Regions from separate parts of the Capsicum annuum genome. Here region 1 is linked to region 2. The links are chromatin contacts, called in public Hi-C maps. All regions are on one chromosome and are shown on one strand. The core of a region is the stretch at or near the end of the contact, and the rest is flanking DNA. Distances in the headings are between cores, read along the strand shown. Region 1 holds the start of LOC107866942 (purple acid phosphatase 2). Region 2 overlaps LOC107866939 (sec-independent protein translocase protein TatB).

Region 1 (3,494 bases), core at 622-3,121, 74 kb after region 2:
ATTAACATAAGGACAAAAAATTTCTGTAAAACAATAATCAACCAAACGTTAGATACAAAATAAAATTAACGTACAAATAATTAGCAACAACTGATACATAAAAAACATAACATACCTTTTCTTGTCCGATCTGTTGGCATATAAATTGAATGCAGTGATAATTAGTGGATCCGTCCCAAAACCACGCTCAGTTTTCTTAATTCCGACATACAGCTTCACACTCATTTCACTACGAATCAACAACGGACAAACATTTTCTTCAACAATGTAACGAGCCTCAATTTTTTTTGGGTTTCATCGATTTCCAGTTCATCGGCAATTGTCAAAATCAGTTTTTTCGTAAGTTACATGTTCACTGACCACGATTCCATCTCTCTTATAGCCCATATAGTTGATTTCGTTAACCCAAACAATGGAATGACGTAACAGCACATAAATATTCATTTCAAATACACAAATAAATTAATAAAAATGGTCGTATGAATTTCTTGAACAAGTCGTATAAAGTTTTTGCAGTTTCAAAACAGATTATGGAAAGGTTTTTCTTTAGAATGGTGGAATAACAAATTAATTACCATAAATCGTGGGATTTTATTTTGTTTTTACCATAAATAGTTGGCTTAATTGTTGTTTTAATGCAAAATTATCTGTTACCTCCCTTAAAACGTGCCAGTTTGTCTAATTAAAATATGAATCCGTGGTATGTATCTAAGTTAATTAACATGTATCATCAAAGGTCAAAAGTTGGGATTTTATGAGATTTTGGAAATAGTTGAGATTTTTAGTAAATACTAGTAAACATGTCGTTATATATGTAATTTTTACATTGAAAATATTAGAGATAATACTCAATTACCCCCCTGAACTATACCCAAAAAGGCTATGACTCATCTCAACTTAAAGGAGGTCCTATTACCCCCTGAACTAATTAAAAGTGTAATTTTGATACCCTTAGTGCCTACGTGGTACATACGTGGTACAACACACTGAAGTGTCCACGTAGGCACACGTGTGTGTCACGTATGTGCCACGTAGGCACTAAGGGTGTCAAAATTATACTTTTAATTAGTTCAGGGAGTAATAGGACCACCTTTAAGTTGAGATATGTCATAACCTTTTTTGGTATAGTTCATGAGGTAATTGGATGTTTTCTCAAAATACTATGATGATTTGCGAGGTATTATAAGCATAGTGATTATTGATAGAATTCCGAAAGAATTAATTCTTTGAAAGGCCCATTTTTTTCTTGAGCCCAAAGGTATGGGAAACAAATTGGGCTAGATCCATAGTATAATTGGTTTGAAAAAAGTGAATTGGGCTAAACTCATTTTGGTATTTCAAGCGCACAATTAAGTAGCCGTTTAGTCATGAGTAATTTTTTACTTTTTTTTTGAAAAATATTTTATTTTAGTGAAAAAAATAAAAATTATGGTGTTTGCTTTTTTCACTCATACTTCTCTTTTAAAATTTCAAAAATAACTTTAATTTATATTCATGGTCAAACACAACTCCAACTTCAACTCTAACTCCAAAAAATTATGATTTTCATGGTCAAACGGGGTCTAAGAGTATAATGATCAATGCATGTAATTTACAGCTCAAAGTCAGATATAGTATAATTTTCTTTTTGATGATAAAATGAAGTCTACATTATTATAAACCACAGTAGAAACTATTAGTATCAAACATAACTTTATATAACTAGAATATTAAAATAACGTCCAAATAAATGAAATTGTTTAACTCACTAAGATTATGTAGTTTAAATGGCGGCATTTCATCAGCAGATATTCCTAAGGAATAATGAATATTCTTTCCACCTCTTTACATCATAGAGATGTCTATCTATCTATCACTATAATAAGTAAAATACAAAATGTGGACATTTTTGCCTATACGTGGAGCTTCATTTAATTTCAACTAAGACCATAAACATAACCAAACAAGTCTATAAATATATAAAAAAAATTTAAAAAAAGAAAAACATAAAGCAAGAAGCTGTTTGAGCTTTAATTCAAATCAAAGAAATGGTTGAGCAGAGTGTTTATTCTGGATTTCTATGTTTACTAATAGGCTTAATTTTGATTACCAAAATTCAGTTGTGTGTGGGTGGAATAACTAGTGATTATGTGAGAAATTATAATTCTAATGTTGATATGCCATTGGACAGTGATGTATTTCAAGTGCCACATGGTTACAATGCTCCCCAGCAGGTTCTAATGTTTTCTCTTCAACTACTAACTTACGTGTTCGATCAAACCTAGTAATTTTAGCTCAAATTATGTATTTATCTTACGAAATTTATTGAATATGTATAATTAGAATTAAGTAACTTTAAAGGACTAGAATTTCGAACTCATAAACTTTAAATTTTGGATCTGCTTCTATATATGAGCTTAGGAAAGTATAATCCGAGGTTAAGTTGACTTTACTGTAGAAAAAGTTCTAATTAATGTAGAATTGAAGAGTTATGATTGATTCATTGGTTATTATTTCTAAGTTTCTGTCTTTTTAGTTCCTTACTGAAAAATGATTTTTTATTTGGTTAATTGTTCCTTGTCAAACAATCGACTTTGTGGAGGGATCTTCCCAACCTTTTAATTATTGAACTATGTTTTAAAATCATAATAGTGGAATGATTCTGCTTCGCTATGCTGTTCGGACTCTTTAAAAATGTTGTCGCACTGGTGTCTTTTGGAGGATTCAACAAGCGCCTGTCAACCATTTTGAAAAGTTCGAGCAATATAGCTATTTAGGCTTCAAGATGCTATAACATAGGTGTTGGGGTTCATTACATTCATGGATTGAGCATGCTTACTTATCTGTTGTCATTTATAGTTGATGTTCTTGCTGTTGCTTTACTTTGGTGCCAACTTGTGTATTTCGGTTTAGCTCATCCGATGAAATGAATGTGGATCTTGAAGGTCTACATAACACAAGGTGATCATGATGGAAAGGGTGTGATCGTTTCTTGGACTACACCTAATGAACCGGGCGCAAATACAGTCCTCTATTGGACCGAAAATAGTTGTGTGAAGAGCTCTGCTGAGGGCTTTGTTGTTCGCTACAAGTACTGCAATTACACGTCTGGATATATTCATCACTGTACCATCAACGATCTGGAGGTACAATGTAATTCTATATGAGCTTGTTGTCTGTCGCTTCTGTATTGAACGATTAGAAATGCTTAAGATAACTATATTCTTGATCTTGTTGCAGTTTGATACAAAGTACTATTATGAAGTGGGCTTAGGAAATACAACCAGACAGTTTTGGTTTGTAACTCCTCCAAAGCCTGGACCCTATGTTCCTTATACATTCGGTCTCATTGGTAATGTTCTATCAAGCCGCTTCAATTTTTAGCACCCAGTTTCCTCGATATGATGATGTCATGTACTTTTTCTTTAAGACCGAGTGCTTGGACTTACATTCGTTTAGACTTTTTAGACTCGTGCTGTTTATTGAGCAGGGGATCTTGGTCAGACCTACGACTC
Region 2 (2,996 bases), core at 441-2,940:
AAGTTTATTCTGTCCTTTCTGCTAAGATGCTAGAGAACAGCTACCCTATGGGTATAATAGTCATGCTTCTCAGTTTGTCTACCACTGACTGGGTTGGAATAAATGGCCAACTATCATACACTTTTTTTGACAGGAAAGATGCCAGTTTTTTGTAGTCAAGTGATGAGTACACATCAATAATAGGTAGAAAGCTACCTGCATTTGACAATATATAAACAACTACAACTAACCCCTGCTTCCGTGAAGTATTTAACATGTGACTTCAAGTTTGTGGACCTCAGCTTTTCCTGAGCATAGCTCCGTTTGCTTCTCTTGTATGTGTCATGGAGTAGCTAATATTATGTACACAGAAATGCCCTAATTCTTCCTTCTATCAATCTCGTGTTTGTGGTGGATTTGAATTGATATGACAAATAAGTGTAATAACTAGTAGCTTCCGTGACTTGCATTTTATATTTTAGAGACTGAAATGGCGTTTTAGAATCAATGAGGCCATTTTACTTGCCTTTTCTTTTTAAATTGATGGGTTAGACTTTAACAGATTAAAATATGTGGAGTGTATAAGTGGAAAGCTGCTTGTTGTTGGCTGTTTCTGCTTTAGTCCTTCACCATAATCCACCAAGACCCAAACATGAATGTTCAAATTACTTCAAATGATATGTATCTTCCAGTTACTCATGGTACTAACATAATTATTTGTCTAGATTACCTTTTAAGTGGCCTTACTTTTTGCAATGTCTGCATCTGCATGTTCTCTTACAAGGTTTTGTCATCACTTTAATTAGAGTGAAAATCCCAGCGATCTTAACCGACGCACGAAAACACTTTTGATCTTTCTGTAAATTCCAGGATCATGGTACGATTGTTAAACTATCTAGTTGATTCATTTGTGAAAAATTTCAATATGTAAACTTCTTAAGTAGAATGAAAAACCTGAATTCATGTTGAAGCCTGTCTTTTTCACCTTTTTTGTAAGGAAGCGTGTCTATTTACTTATCCCCACAAAAATCTTTAGTAGCTCTGTATAGTGAATAAAGTGAGCAGTGTAGTTTAAAGCATGTGTTGGAAGACTTAACTATTTGGATTCAATCTCTAAAATGCTAGATTTTTTTTTTTGATAAAGGTAATGTTGTATTCATCAGCATTGAGGATAATGCAGGAGACCTCCAAAAAATTGTTTCACAGCAAAAAACCAGAAAATAAAATAGATTACAGGTTTCCTATAAATTCTCTAATCTGTGAATCTTCTTCTAATCCTTCTACTTTACACCAGAAATAAAAGGTAGACATACATAACCATTTGACTTTATCAATTGGATTAGCCTTGTTTTCAAAGCACCTGTTGTTTCTTTCCTTCCAAATAGAACACCAAATGCATGATGGTATTATGTTCCACCACTTCTTTTGAGTTTTGCTCCCTCCTCTTCTGATCCAGCAACTAAGAAGGTCTGATGTATGTTCTGGCATGATCCATCTGTGTAACACCCAAAAATAGGTTCCACAATCTTGTTGGCACTCTGCAATGTAGAAACAGGTGGCTATAAGTCTCCTCTACCTCATTACATAGAGAACACCAAGATACAATCTGGAGACCTTTCTTTTTCAATCTCTTATGTGTAGAACAAGCCCTCCTGGCCACCAACCAAGAGAAACACTTTATCTTGGTTGGTATCTTGGTCTTCCAGATCTTCTTCCAGGGCCCTATCCTGCAACCTTGTAGCTCCTTCACTTCCCTGGTGTATAATCTATTAACTGAGAGCATCCCATCTCTATTGTGCCTCCATTTGATTGAGTCTTCCTCTTCTGATAGTTCTGTGCATCCATTCAAGACTTTAAGTAGCTCATTAACTTTTCCAATCTCCCAATCATTAAGGAATCTTCTGAAAGCTATGTTCCATCCCTGCTGTGACCGAACTTTAGCCTCTGTCTCTTCTGAGTTAGTTCTCAAGGAGAAAAGATCTGGAAACATTTCCATCAACGTCACATTTCCGATCCAATTCTCCTTCCAAAACAAGGTTTTAGTACCAGATCCCACCTTGTAAGCAATATTTCTGGATAGGTCAGGCCATAAATTCCTAGTTGTTCTCCACATCGAGACACCATAGGTGTTGTTCACTAAGTTGGAGCACCAATTCCCTTCCAAACCATATTTACATACTATCACCTCCCTCCACAAAACGTGTGTCTCAGTAGTGAACCTCCATAATCATTTTGAAAGAAGACTTTTGTTTTGTAATCTCAAATTTCTGATACCAAGGCCACCAGACTGCTTGTGTAACTTTACATTCTGCCATTTAACTAAGTGCAGGCCTTTTCCTTCTTTGTTTCCCAACCACAGAAAATCTCTTCTCAGCTTGTCAAGTCTATCTTCAACCTTAGCTGGGATGGGAAGTAAAGACATTACATAAGTAGGCAGTGATTCTAGTATTGAATTTATCAAGATTACTCTCCCCCCTAAAAATATTAGATTTTTATAAGGTCATTCTTTCATCTCACTTTTAGTTTATAAATTCTTTTACAATGGCACTAGTTAAAAATAGTCTTGATGCAAGTTCAGAAAGTGCTAATTGCATAGATGGATTTCAACTTGACAAAAAAAATGTGAAGTATTTCAAGAGAGTATGGAAAGCCAAGAATCAACATAATAGAACATTAACATGATATTTTAGGGTCCTTTTTAGTCATAATATAATGCACATTAAATCAAGGGAATTTATGTCTTTTCATATATTAGCTTACCCTAGAAGTAGAAATAGAATATGATGAGCATATTTTAGGTTAGACTACATTTTTAGATTGAACACTCTTTGATGAGTTTGTGGGTTTATCCCTTTGTCTCTACATTGGATCTCTCTTGAATATCTTTTGGTAAGATTATTCACGTATGAGTTCAATTCCATTCTCCTTTGAATTAATCATGTAATTGTTTGTTCAAATTAGAGAGTCACAAATCAACATTTGTTCATCTCTAATTTACTTCAATTGTGGGATTATTC

Evidence for each region. Hi-C and Micro-C count contacts between places; a contact is called where the count stands out from the background.
Region 1: a Hi-C map of leaf shows a contact between it and region 2, with 2.7 times the contacts expected there. The contact joins the promoter of LOC107866942 here to the enhancer-like site in region 2. A contact is called at or near these places in 2 of 5 Hi-C or Micro-C datasets (leaf and placenta).

Annotation. Positions count from the first base shown.
Region 1 is chr4:226,643,199-226,646,692 of UCD10Xv1.1, forward strand. LOC107866942 (purple acid phosphatase 2) reads left to right here and starts at 1,872. Exons shown (of 8, transcript XM_016712990.2): 1 at 1,872-2,213; 2 at 2,925-3,125; 3 at 3,220-3,331; 4 at 3,470-3,494. The coding sequence starts at 2,028.
Region 2 is chr4:226,569,176-226,572,171 of UCD10Xv1.1, forward strand. LOC107866939 (sec-independent protein translocase protein TatB) reads left to right here. Exons shown (of 4, transcript XR_001673066.2): 4 at 1-10. Among protein-coding and RNA genes, the nearest start is that of LOC107866939, 8.8 kb to the left of the region's middle. Within about 2 kb of position 1,691, at least 2 of the 5 cell types and tissues checked have an H3K27ac peak or open chromatin away from gene starts, as enhancers often do. A contact at or near this core is called in leaf, where this site is marked.